Regions from separate parts of the Pan troglodytes genome. Here region 1 is linked to region 2. The links are chromatin contacts, called in public Hi-C maps. All regions are on one chromosome and are shown on one strand. The core of a region is the stretch at or near the end of the contact, and the rest is flanking DNA. Distances in the headings are between cores, read along the strand shown. Region 1 overlaps CAMKMT (calmodulin-lysine N-methyltransferase). Region 2 holds the start of LOC100610590.

What was found. A called contact is a pair of places that touch in the nucleus more often than the background predicts.
Region 1: a Hi-C map of induced pluripotent stem cells shows a contact between it and region 2, with 2.0 times the contacts expected there. The contact joins the enhancer-like site here to the promoter of LOC100610590 in region 2. A contact is called at or near these places in 2 of 7 Hi-C or Micro-C datasets (blood and induced pluripotent stem cells) and 1 of 1 datasets of contacts at active chromatin or transcription factors (stem cell-derived excitatory neurons).

Annotation. Positions count from the first base shown.
Region 1 is chr12:78,238,055-78,242,840 of NHGRI_mPanTro3-v2.0_pri, forward strand. All of the region lies in intron 3 of CAMKMT (calmodulin-lysine N-methyltransferase), which reads right to left. Among named protein-coding and RNA genes, the nearest start is that of CAMKMT, 120 kb to the right of the region's middle. Within about 2 kb of position 2,062, at least 1 of the 24 cell types and tissues checked has an H3K27ac peak or open chromatin away from gene starts, as enhancers often do. A contact at or near this core is called in induced pluripotent stem cells, where this site is marked.
Region 2 is chr12:77,770,480-77,775,530 of NHGRI_mPanTro3-v2.0_pri, forward strand. LOC100610590 reads left to right here and starts at 3,707. Exons shown (of 2, transcript XM_054677819.2): 1 at 3,707-4,238. It overlaps SIX3 (SIX homeobox 3), which reads right to left and starts at 1,095. Exons shown (of 2, transcript XM_016948454.3): 1 at 159-1,095. The coding sequence starts at 961.

The DNA of each region.
Region 1 (4,786 bases), core at 812-3,311, 470 kb after region 2:
TCATATCTTTCCCTGAGATTACCTAAAAATTTATACTTCATAATTTAACACCATAAAATTACGGCTGTCAATACTTGTTTGGGGACACAATTTCAAATACAAAATGGAACTTAAAAGAAAGATAAGCTACTTAAATCTTAAAAGGGAAACTAAACATTAATGGTAATTTTCTCATGTATGACATTTCAAAGAAGAGCCCTTACAGTATAAAGATCCCATGAGTTCGTGACAGCTTTATTCTTAGACCCACAAATCGAGCCATTGTTATGCTCTGAAACTGTAGGAACTGCTGCCACCTATAGGATCTGAACAACAATGGCAGTGTTTTACTCAGCAGTACCCTCTACTGGGGACAGAAATGTGATGAATGTGTAGGCACTTTTCTTAACAGCAGGTGGCCTCACTTTTGCTACAGATTTACCTCAAAAATGTTGGCTTAAAAGCTTTTTCATGTTTTGTAAAATAAACTCCAACTTCCGCCTGAATCTAAAGTTGCTAGGTGATCTGACATAGGAAAAAAACCCACAACCTTGAACTCTGAAAATTCACTTCCATGAACAGTTTCACAAAGTTGTTCCCCAGTTGCTAATCTAATGTCACTTAGTGCCATGCCATACCAACCAAGACACAAAAGAGAGGTACTCTGCTGAGACTCCCTGCATAAGGGTGAAATTAAGGAAAGTTTTTATTGAGTATAAAATGTCTGTTACCATAATTAGTCCCATCTTTCTAGAATTTATTACACTCTGTAATATAAAGTAACTATAAAGATGCCAGTTTCTTGTGGCATTCTTAGGTAATTAATATTAAGCAAGGTTATACATTTTTAAAGATATTTACTGTTGAGGATTAGTAAACTCAAACCTTTAAGAATAGCAATATGTACCAAAGATGTCAGCAAAATTTTCTTAGAAAAGAAAAGCAATTGCCGGGCGCGGTGGCTCACGCCTGTAATCCCAGCACCTTGGGAGGCCGAGGCGGGCGGATCACGAGGTCAGGAGATCGAGACCATCCTGGCTAACATGATGAAACCCCGTCTCTACTAAAAATACAAAAAATTAGCCGGCGTGGTGGCGGGCGCCTGTAGTCCCGGCTACTCGGGAGGCTGAGGCAGGAGAATGGGGTGAACCCAGGAGGCGGAGCTTGCAGTGAGCCGAGATCGTGCCACTGCACTCCAGCCTGGGCGACAGAGCGAGACGCCTCTCAAAAAAAAAAAAGAAAGAAAGAAAGAAAAGAAAAGCAATTAACTTTTATATCTTTTTATTGTAACCGAAAATGACACCTTCCCTTTGGTTTTATTCCATCCATACAAATTAATTAAAATAACTAATGCCTTTATTACTGTTAAAGATTTGAAAGCATTTTAAATGTTAACAAATAAAAGGTGTTATAACCAAGGGCAGAAGGATTTCAGCATATTCAGAAGCCAAGGTAAAGTAGGTCTATAAACCAAAGAAAATCTTGTAACAGAAAATCATTCAGTCAGAGTCAAGTAGCACTCATACTATGAAAATAAAAAATATTATCCACCATATTGCTGTAGACATGCCATCAACTGATGATATTGCAAAGGCTAAACTCTAAACCTATATCTGTAATCACAGCAAATGGTGGCAAGAAAAAAATATATAGACTTAGGACAAAACAAAGAAACAAAATAATACCCAATTCAAAGCCATGAAAAAGCAAATAAAATTATTATTGAAATGCTGACTATTGCAGAAATATTGGGTGAATATTTCAAAATGTAGCCAGCTATCCAGATATTTATCATGTTTCTTTAGAAAAAAATTAGGATTTGTTTTTAAGTATATTCAGATCTTTGGTCACAAAATCACAGATTCCTAGAAAATATTTAATATACATTGCTTTTAATTTTACACATTAAATCTATGGTACATATGGGTATTTTTTAGGGCCACTGAAACAAATTGTCACTGCAGCCTTACATAGGCTGTTTGCCACTGAAATCTTAGAAAGGAATGGACATGGAGGAAGTACCATCCGTCCCTTTGTGTGAAGTAGCTTTGTTAATTCCATGAGTTCTCACACTACTGCCTTTCACCTGTGACCAAGCTTAGCCTATACCTGTACCATTGTGAATATGCTAATAGTCCTGAATTTAGGCCTATCACCTTCCTTCTTTTCTTTAAATATCTTTACATGTCTGGCCTGGCACCATTTTCTTCAAATGACTATTCTTTAGTGCGAACAAAAGCTCTGATGGACTTTTCAATTCCTTTCATAGTTAAGAAAAGGCAGCTAGGCAAAATGGAGGAATAGAAAAAGCTAAATGTGCTCAACCAAAAATGTACTATAACCTTATAATTCTAGATAACTGGGCTTTATCTTAAATCTATACTTTTGAGATTTATAATTTTTTCCAGCTACCTACACAACTTATTTTTAAATTGTTTATTGAGTTATTGTAGTTTATGTTTTTCAGCTTTAAACTGTTTTATCAATTTCCAAACCAGGGTGGGGAAATATGGTTTAAAAATAGTTTTAACTTATAATAGGGCTTAGCAAACTTATTTGATACAAAGTTGTATATAAATATCATTGTACTGAAACCAATACACCAGACTTATATAGATCCACTGGTTCTCAGGGTGGGTACACCTGTATACACCAATCCTGGACTTCTCCAAAATTTCTGATAACATCATGGGTTTGCTCTACTATGAAGTGCATTTTATTAGATCAAATCTCCAAGCTCCTATTAACTCTATAATGAACTATAGCAAACTGAACTTTTGTTGTGTGTTTTCTAAAAGATAGTGATTAAATACATAGGTAGGCAGATATAATTGTATGTGGTAATACATTCCTACAATGTTTTTCAAATTTTGTTTAAATAATTTTTAAAATTTTCCTAAATTCTCTATATCCTCATAGTAATGATGTCTCTGAGACTATAACCCAGAACTACCATTGATATGACTGTATAAAAGCTTTCTTTCATTACTTCAGTAATACGCCATTTGGATAATAATAATAGCTGGGATATAGCACCCACCATGTGTCATGTACTAGGTGCTTTTTATTCATAAGCATTGATCCTTAGACCAATCCTTTGAGTTATTATCCCCATTTTACAGATGAGGAAATTGAAAGACAAGGAAATTACATGGCTTGCCTAAGACCACAAGGTCTGTGGATTACAAATTAAGTGCTCTTTCTGTTAAGCAACTGTAGATATAATTTAATTCAATTCCAGAAAACAATATTGAGCTACATGGAACATATGATTCTAAGCATTTTTTTTCACAAAGTAATTTAGTTTATAAAATTAGGTAACTCAAAATCTCACAAACATATAAAGTTTTTTTTTACACAGTGTAAAAAAACCTTTACACATTTTTAAGAACCCTAAAACCCTGAACGTGACAAGATTTAATATTTCACTTATATTCTTGATATATGTTAATATCATCACACAATAAAATGAACACATTTCACAGCAAGAAAAGGACTCAGGAGCTAGAAAATTTAAATAGTTGATGCTACAAAGTCACTATGTATCCCATTTTAAGAATATGTTATACTATGCAAAACTGTAGAAGGACCCCATATTGATAATGAGTGGGATCTTTTGAATTTGCAATAATCTTTACCTTTAAGAAATTAATAATCTCCTACTACTTTTTTTTTCCAACTACATGCTTTCACCACTTTAGTAGTGTCTTCATTTTGAAAGCACTTGGAATAAACAGTTTAAAAACTGTAATTTTCTTTGTAGGTACAGTATTAAATTGCAGTATCAACTCAAGCACCGAAGAACTACAGTGCTACCCTGAGGACAAAAGGCATTTTAGATGTCGTAAATATATTATGAAGAAGTCTTTTCTTTAAATTGTCAGCAAGATAACCTCATTCTTTCCTTTTTAGTAGTGATTTAGTGTTGTTTCACACAAAAATCAAATGCAATGGTATTTATGGTACCATATATTATAAGAAACAAAAAGGTTTCAAAGGATATCCTAAAGCTTCAGTTTTAAGGGACATAAGTAGGTGAGCAGATGGTTCTCAGAGAATGCAGTCACAGACTTTCCCCTTCAGAATATTCCTAAACGATGCATTTTGATTTGAAGGGTCCTGTTCGTAGGTCCATCATATGCTTCTAGTAAATCAAAACCGAAATGAGATCATGCATAAGATTTCTTTTTTAAATAAAATTTCTCTTTAAAATAGTGAGGTATCCAACAGTCCTCTGCCTTTTGAAGGCCATCCTTGTAATATACACAATATTGCCAGCTCTACTTGCCACACCAGTTATTCCTTTCAAAAATTTCTACCTATAGGCCAGGCGCGGTGGCTCATGCCTGTAATCCCAGCACTTTGGGAGCCAAGACGGGCGGATCACAAGGTGAAGAGATCAAGACCATCCTGGCCAACATGGTGAAACCCCATCTCTACTAAAACTACAAAAATTAGCTGGGTGTGGTGGCACGCACCTGTAATCCTAGCTACTCAGGAAGCTGAGACAGGAGAATCACTTGAACCCAGGAGGCGGAGGTTGCAATGAGCCAAGATGATGCCACTGCACTCCAGCCTGGGTGACAGAGCAAGACTCCATCTCAAAAACAAAAAAAATTTCAACCTATATTCTTACTATTTAAAAGCTTCAACTTTTCAAATAAGGTCCATTCTATATTCCTTTATTCAGAACAAGTCCAACCACTTACTAAAAGTTTCCATTTGTTTTTATTAAAGCCTAATTTATCTACTTTAAAATTTAAATCAGATATTAATAAAATTTATTAAATACTCAAGAGGATACAAA
Region 2 (5,051 bases), core at 2,457-4,956:
CCTCTTCCGCGCGCCCCGGACAAGCGGAAACTTTCTCCGACTGGCCAGGAGTCACGGCTTCCCTGGCTCTCAGCGGCCGCTCCGCTAGCCCCATCTCAACCCCTCTCCCCTTCCCAGGCCTCTGAGGCTGTAGCCAGGCCGCGGGCCCCGCCACTAACCTGTTCTTGGCCGCCGCGGCGCGGTCGCGCTGCCGCCGGTTCTTAAACCAGTTGCCTACTTGTGTGGGAGTGAGGCCGGTGGCCTGCGCCAGTTCGCGTTTCTTGCTGGGGTTGGGGTAGGGGTCCTGCAGGTACCACTCCCGCAACAGGCTCCGAGTCCGCTCCTTGAAGCAGTGCGTCTTCTGCTCGCCGTCCCAGATGGTGCGTGGCAGCGGGAACTTCTTGCGCACGCGGTACTTGTCCACCGGGCCGAGTGGGCGGCCGCGCAGCTTCTCGGCCTCCTGGTAGTGCGCCTCGAGCCACATGGCCTGCAGCTTGCCGTGAGACTCCTTGGTGAACTTGTGGTTCTCAAGGATGTGGTAGAGGTCGCGGAAGTTGCCCGTGTGGAAGGCGACCACGGCGCGCGCGCGCAGGATCGACTCGTGTTTGTTGATGGCCTCGCACGCCCCGGGGGCCACGGGCAGCGACCAGAGGAAGCGGCCCAGCCGCTCGATGTCGCCCGTCTCCTCCAGCGTCTCACAGACGCTGGCCACCTGCTCCGGCGAGAAGTTGAGGGTGGGCAGCTGGAACATGGACAACTCTTCCGGGGGGGCCCTGGAGCCGCCGCCGCCGCCGCCTGCTCCGCCAGCACCGCCGCCTCCCGCACCGTTCCCGCCGCCGCTGCCGCCTCCCGCGTCGCCGCCGCCTCCCGCACCGTTCCCGCCGCCGCTACTCGCCAGAAGTATGGAGCGGTGGTGAGAATCGGCGAAGTTTGGCAACAAGAAGTGGGAGGAATAGAGGTCTAGGGGGGAGCGGAATACCATGGACTGACCTGAGAGGAGAGGAGAAAATTCAGGGAGAGGAAGAGAGAGGGGAGGAAGAGGAGGAGAGGGGCGATGAGGACCAGGAGGAGGGAGAGGAGAGGGGGGAGGAGGAGAAGGAAAGGAGGGGGGAGCAGGAGGAGGAGGGGGAGGAGGAAGGGCGTAAGGGACACCCACACCCCACACACATCCACACACACACACACCCGCGCAGCCACATAGAGAGGGAGGTAGGAGAGCGGCCCGGTGCGCGCGCGCAGAGAGAGAACCCGAGACAGAGAGGGAGAGGGAGAGAGGAGAGGGAGAGCCAACCACCGCCGAGTCAAGATTCAGCGATTCCACCGCAATCGCCCTAATGACAACAGCCTCATAATATCTCCCCTAAATCCACAGTGAGTGCAGCATTGAAACATTTTGTTTCGCTTTTCTATTGGTCTGTGGCCTGTCGTTGTGGCGTTGCCACGGCAACCACTGCCAATCACTGTCAGCCCTGCCAATCAATACCGAGAACGTAAGGACGGTTTTACCACTTAGCCAGAGGGCGGGGGGAGGGGGAGAGCAGGGAAGGAGGGAGAAGTGGGGGAATAAAGAGAATTTTTTTTATCTTTGCAACTCTTAATCTCGCTACTTCCCCCTCCTCTCTTCTCTCTTCTCCCTCTCTCTCCTCTTTTCTCTACCGCTGTCTCTGAGCCTTCTTCTTCCCTTTTTCCTAAAGAAGTTGATCCAGAAATTCGAAAAGCCCTGGGCAGAGTTGTTGAATGGGATGTGCAATTAGAGCGGGGATTTTGTTGGGAGGCAAGAGGGTCCCCCAGGCTCCACATAGTCCAGGTCGGCAGGCAAGGAAAGACGGCTGACCAGCCCAGCGGGCGCGGTTTGCACATGGTGTGCACGTCGGGCCGCCTCTTTCTGCCTATGTAAGCACTAATAGTGGCAAGGAAGAAAGGAGAGATGAGATCATGGGGCCCACCAAGCACCGACCTTGGCCCAGCGGGCCGTGGCGCCAGCCAGGGATCCCGGATTCCGAGGGTATCTGGCGCCAGGGAGCCTGAGCCCAATTCCCAGGGTGCTGGAGGCCGCTCTTGCCTCCCCCATCGATGCCCATGGACCACATTCACCTCAACTCCCTCTTCATCAATTAGGCTTCTCTTTACTCCCCCCCCCCCGGCCAAGGAGCCTCGATTTCCCCCACCACCCTGTATTTTAAAATAACAGTCCAAACAGTACACTTCTTTCCATCTTAAGAAGCAACTCAACTCTTTGTTTCTTCCCAGAATTCAGCTGCCTCTCTGAGGAGTGGTGGAGGAGCTGCGAGAGCCGAGAAGCCCAAGAGCCCTCTGGACCCAGAAAAGTCCCACAGATGCCCACTCCTCACCACACAACAGAAGGAGCTCTGGTCCTGCCTGCCAGCCCCAGAGGGCACTCAAACTTTGGAGGCCAGCCACCCGGATGAAGTGAATAAGGCCTGAAAATTGCTTGTTTGCTCGTATTGTAAAATAATAATAATTACCATTATTATTTTTAAACTGTCTAATTTCTCTAGGGAAAGTAACATCGAAAGCCTAAAACAGACGCCAAAAGGCCCATAGAACACAGAGGGCCCTCTCTGCCTCTGGCCACCACAGCCCCTAGGCCAGGCATGGGTATTTATTCTTAGGTATGTTGCTTTTAAGAAGATGTAATCAGCATCTTGAGCCGGGCCTCCCTTTGTGAGGCTTCTGTAACTATGGAAGTGTGATTTACGCAGATTTGTCGGGGTCAGAGACGTCTTTCCCTGAGCACTGTGTATATTTAGACAGGACTCGGTTTGGTGTTAAAAAGTGTATATGTTGAATGGATTCACACACAGTAGCCAACAATGACCACATTGTCGGCCCGTGTACAACGCGTATTGAAACGCAGCGCCCAGACTTCAACTAATCTGCCCTCAATAAAGCTGAAATAATTATCCTAAGCTGCCTTTCCAGAAGAAAAATCATTGAGGAATTCAAAACTTTTTTTTTTTTTTAAAGATCTTTTCTGCATTCCGATGCAGATCTGGGGGCAAGGCGCCGTGTCCACACCACTTTGGTGATCTCAATGAGGGAAGAGAGAAAGAGAGGTTGAGAGAGAATTTAAATGGGAAACCTAACGTGACTGGGGCTGTGAGTGTCCCAGCCCCTAAACCCCGAGCTGAAGCCCTGCTTAGGCCTTGACTCCCGCAGTGCCAGGCCTCTGAGGGCCGGGGAGAAGAGCAAGCTGACAAGTGCAAGCCTCCTTGGAGGATTCCGGGCGGCAGGGAGGCCCTGGGTCCGGCGAGGGGCCAATACTGGCTCACTTAGCCAGAGGCAGCCGTGGGGTAGCAGGTCTTAAACACGACGACTGGGGCAGAAAAATATTCCTCCAAAGGGAAGACCTGCCAAGCCGCATTTCAGTGCTCTCGCCACTGCATATATATTTCCTCTCCTCCTGGCCATGAGTCCTTCTCCACGCAGCTGAGAAGCTCTGGGCGGTCATTCACTGAGGGCCCAGAAAGAGCCCAAAGGTTGGGACACAAAAACAGACACTTCATGTTTTCTTCCCGATTCCTTTCTCTTGTAGGGGAAGGATTATAGGCTGAAGGGTGGGAGGGGGAAGGGGCAGGAGGAGGAAGCGGGGGAGGAAGGAATGAAAAAGGGGAGGGGAGTGGGTATTGTGCCGCGTGTGGGGGGAGAATTCCTACGGGTGGGTTTCCGAATATTGTGTTCAACTTTTTGAAAGCAGCTCGTGACCCCGAAACTGCATCCCCCGGAGCCGGGGACCCAGGCGCCGGGCGGGCGGGTGAACCCGGTCAGTCCCCTCCCCGTCCCCGAAACCCCCGCCTCCGGGTGGGGGCGACCTGGCCTCTCCCTGCCACTGCCGGGCCAGCCCCGGAGGGAGGCTGGGCAGGTGCTGCGGGCTCTGCCGAAAGCGCTGAAATAAAAAACCATCGCCACTCAGGGAGAACTGAAGCAAGTGGGGCTGAGACTCTGGCGACACTCCCGCCCTCCAGCCTCTGCCCCAGCGCCTGCCGCCCTGCCGCCCTGACGCACCCCGCCTGCTTGGGTGGCGACCGCGGCTCCGGAACGCGAAGCAGGGCAGAGGGCTGCAGAGAGGCGTGTAGCTTTGTGCGCCGGGACCCGGTGGGGCAGGTGGCAGCCCCAGGCTGTCCGCGCCTCCCAGCAGAGCCGAGCTCGGCGCCGCCCACCGAGCCCACCTCGCGGTCCAGCCGCCGCCAGCGCCTCTCGGCTCTGGCCTGAAGCAGTACTCCCGCCGCCTGGAGCGGGTAAGTTGAGAGTCCGGAGAGCAGGGCAGGGAGGCGGGGCGGCTAGTCCCAGAGCTGAGGGCCGGACTGGCTCCCCGCCGGGCTGGGGGCGCAGGCTCCAAAGGATCTCAGTCGAGGGGTTCTGAGTGTGTGTTAGGGTGGGAAGCAGGGCTGTGGAGCGCCAGAGCTTCCCCTCCCAAATTCCCAGGCGCTGGGCACTGGGGAGTGGAGCAGAAGCAGAGGGACCTTGGGTTCCGGGGCCCAGCGGCCTTCCACGCTGGTGTGGGAACCAAGCAAGCCCTAGGGCAGTGCGAGGACTGGGAAGGGACCCTGGGGGACCGCTAGAGGAGGTGGCGCGTGGAGGGCGCCTGCACCCTGGGGTCGCTCAGAGCGGAGAGTCTCGGGTGGATAGGTCAGCTTGCAGATCCTCTAGGTCTCTTCTCTGCTCTCTGGCCGCTCTGATTGCGGGACCTGGGACTTGGCGCCCGTACAGGCCGGGTCACCTGTGCAGAACAAATTTGCTGCCATCATCCCCGCTTCAATCCTGGCCCCGGCGATCGAAAATATAGCCTTCAGGTGGGGCAGGGAGAAAAGATGTCTTTGGGGTTTAAATAGTGTTCTCCTTGTACCCGGACCAACTGGCATTTATTTACAAATGTCACCCGCAACCCCAGCACTGGGAAAGTCTCAACCACATCTGGAGAACGCCCGAGAGACCTCCCACTCTCTCCTTGTTTTGGGTTACAGGGAAAGCCAACGGGTCTGCAGGCCTCCGGGAGACGAGGATCCGGAGGGTTGGGGCAGCTGCACCCACTTGGCCTTGCTCAGCTCTAA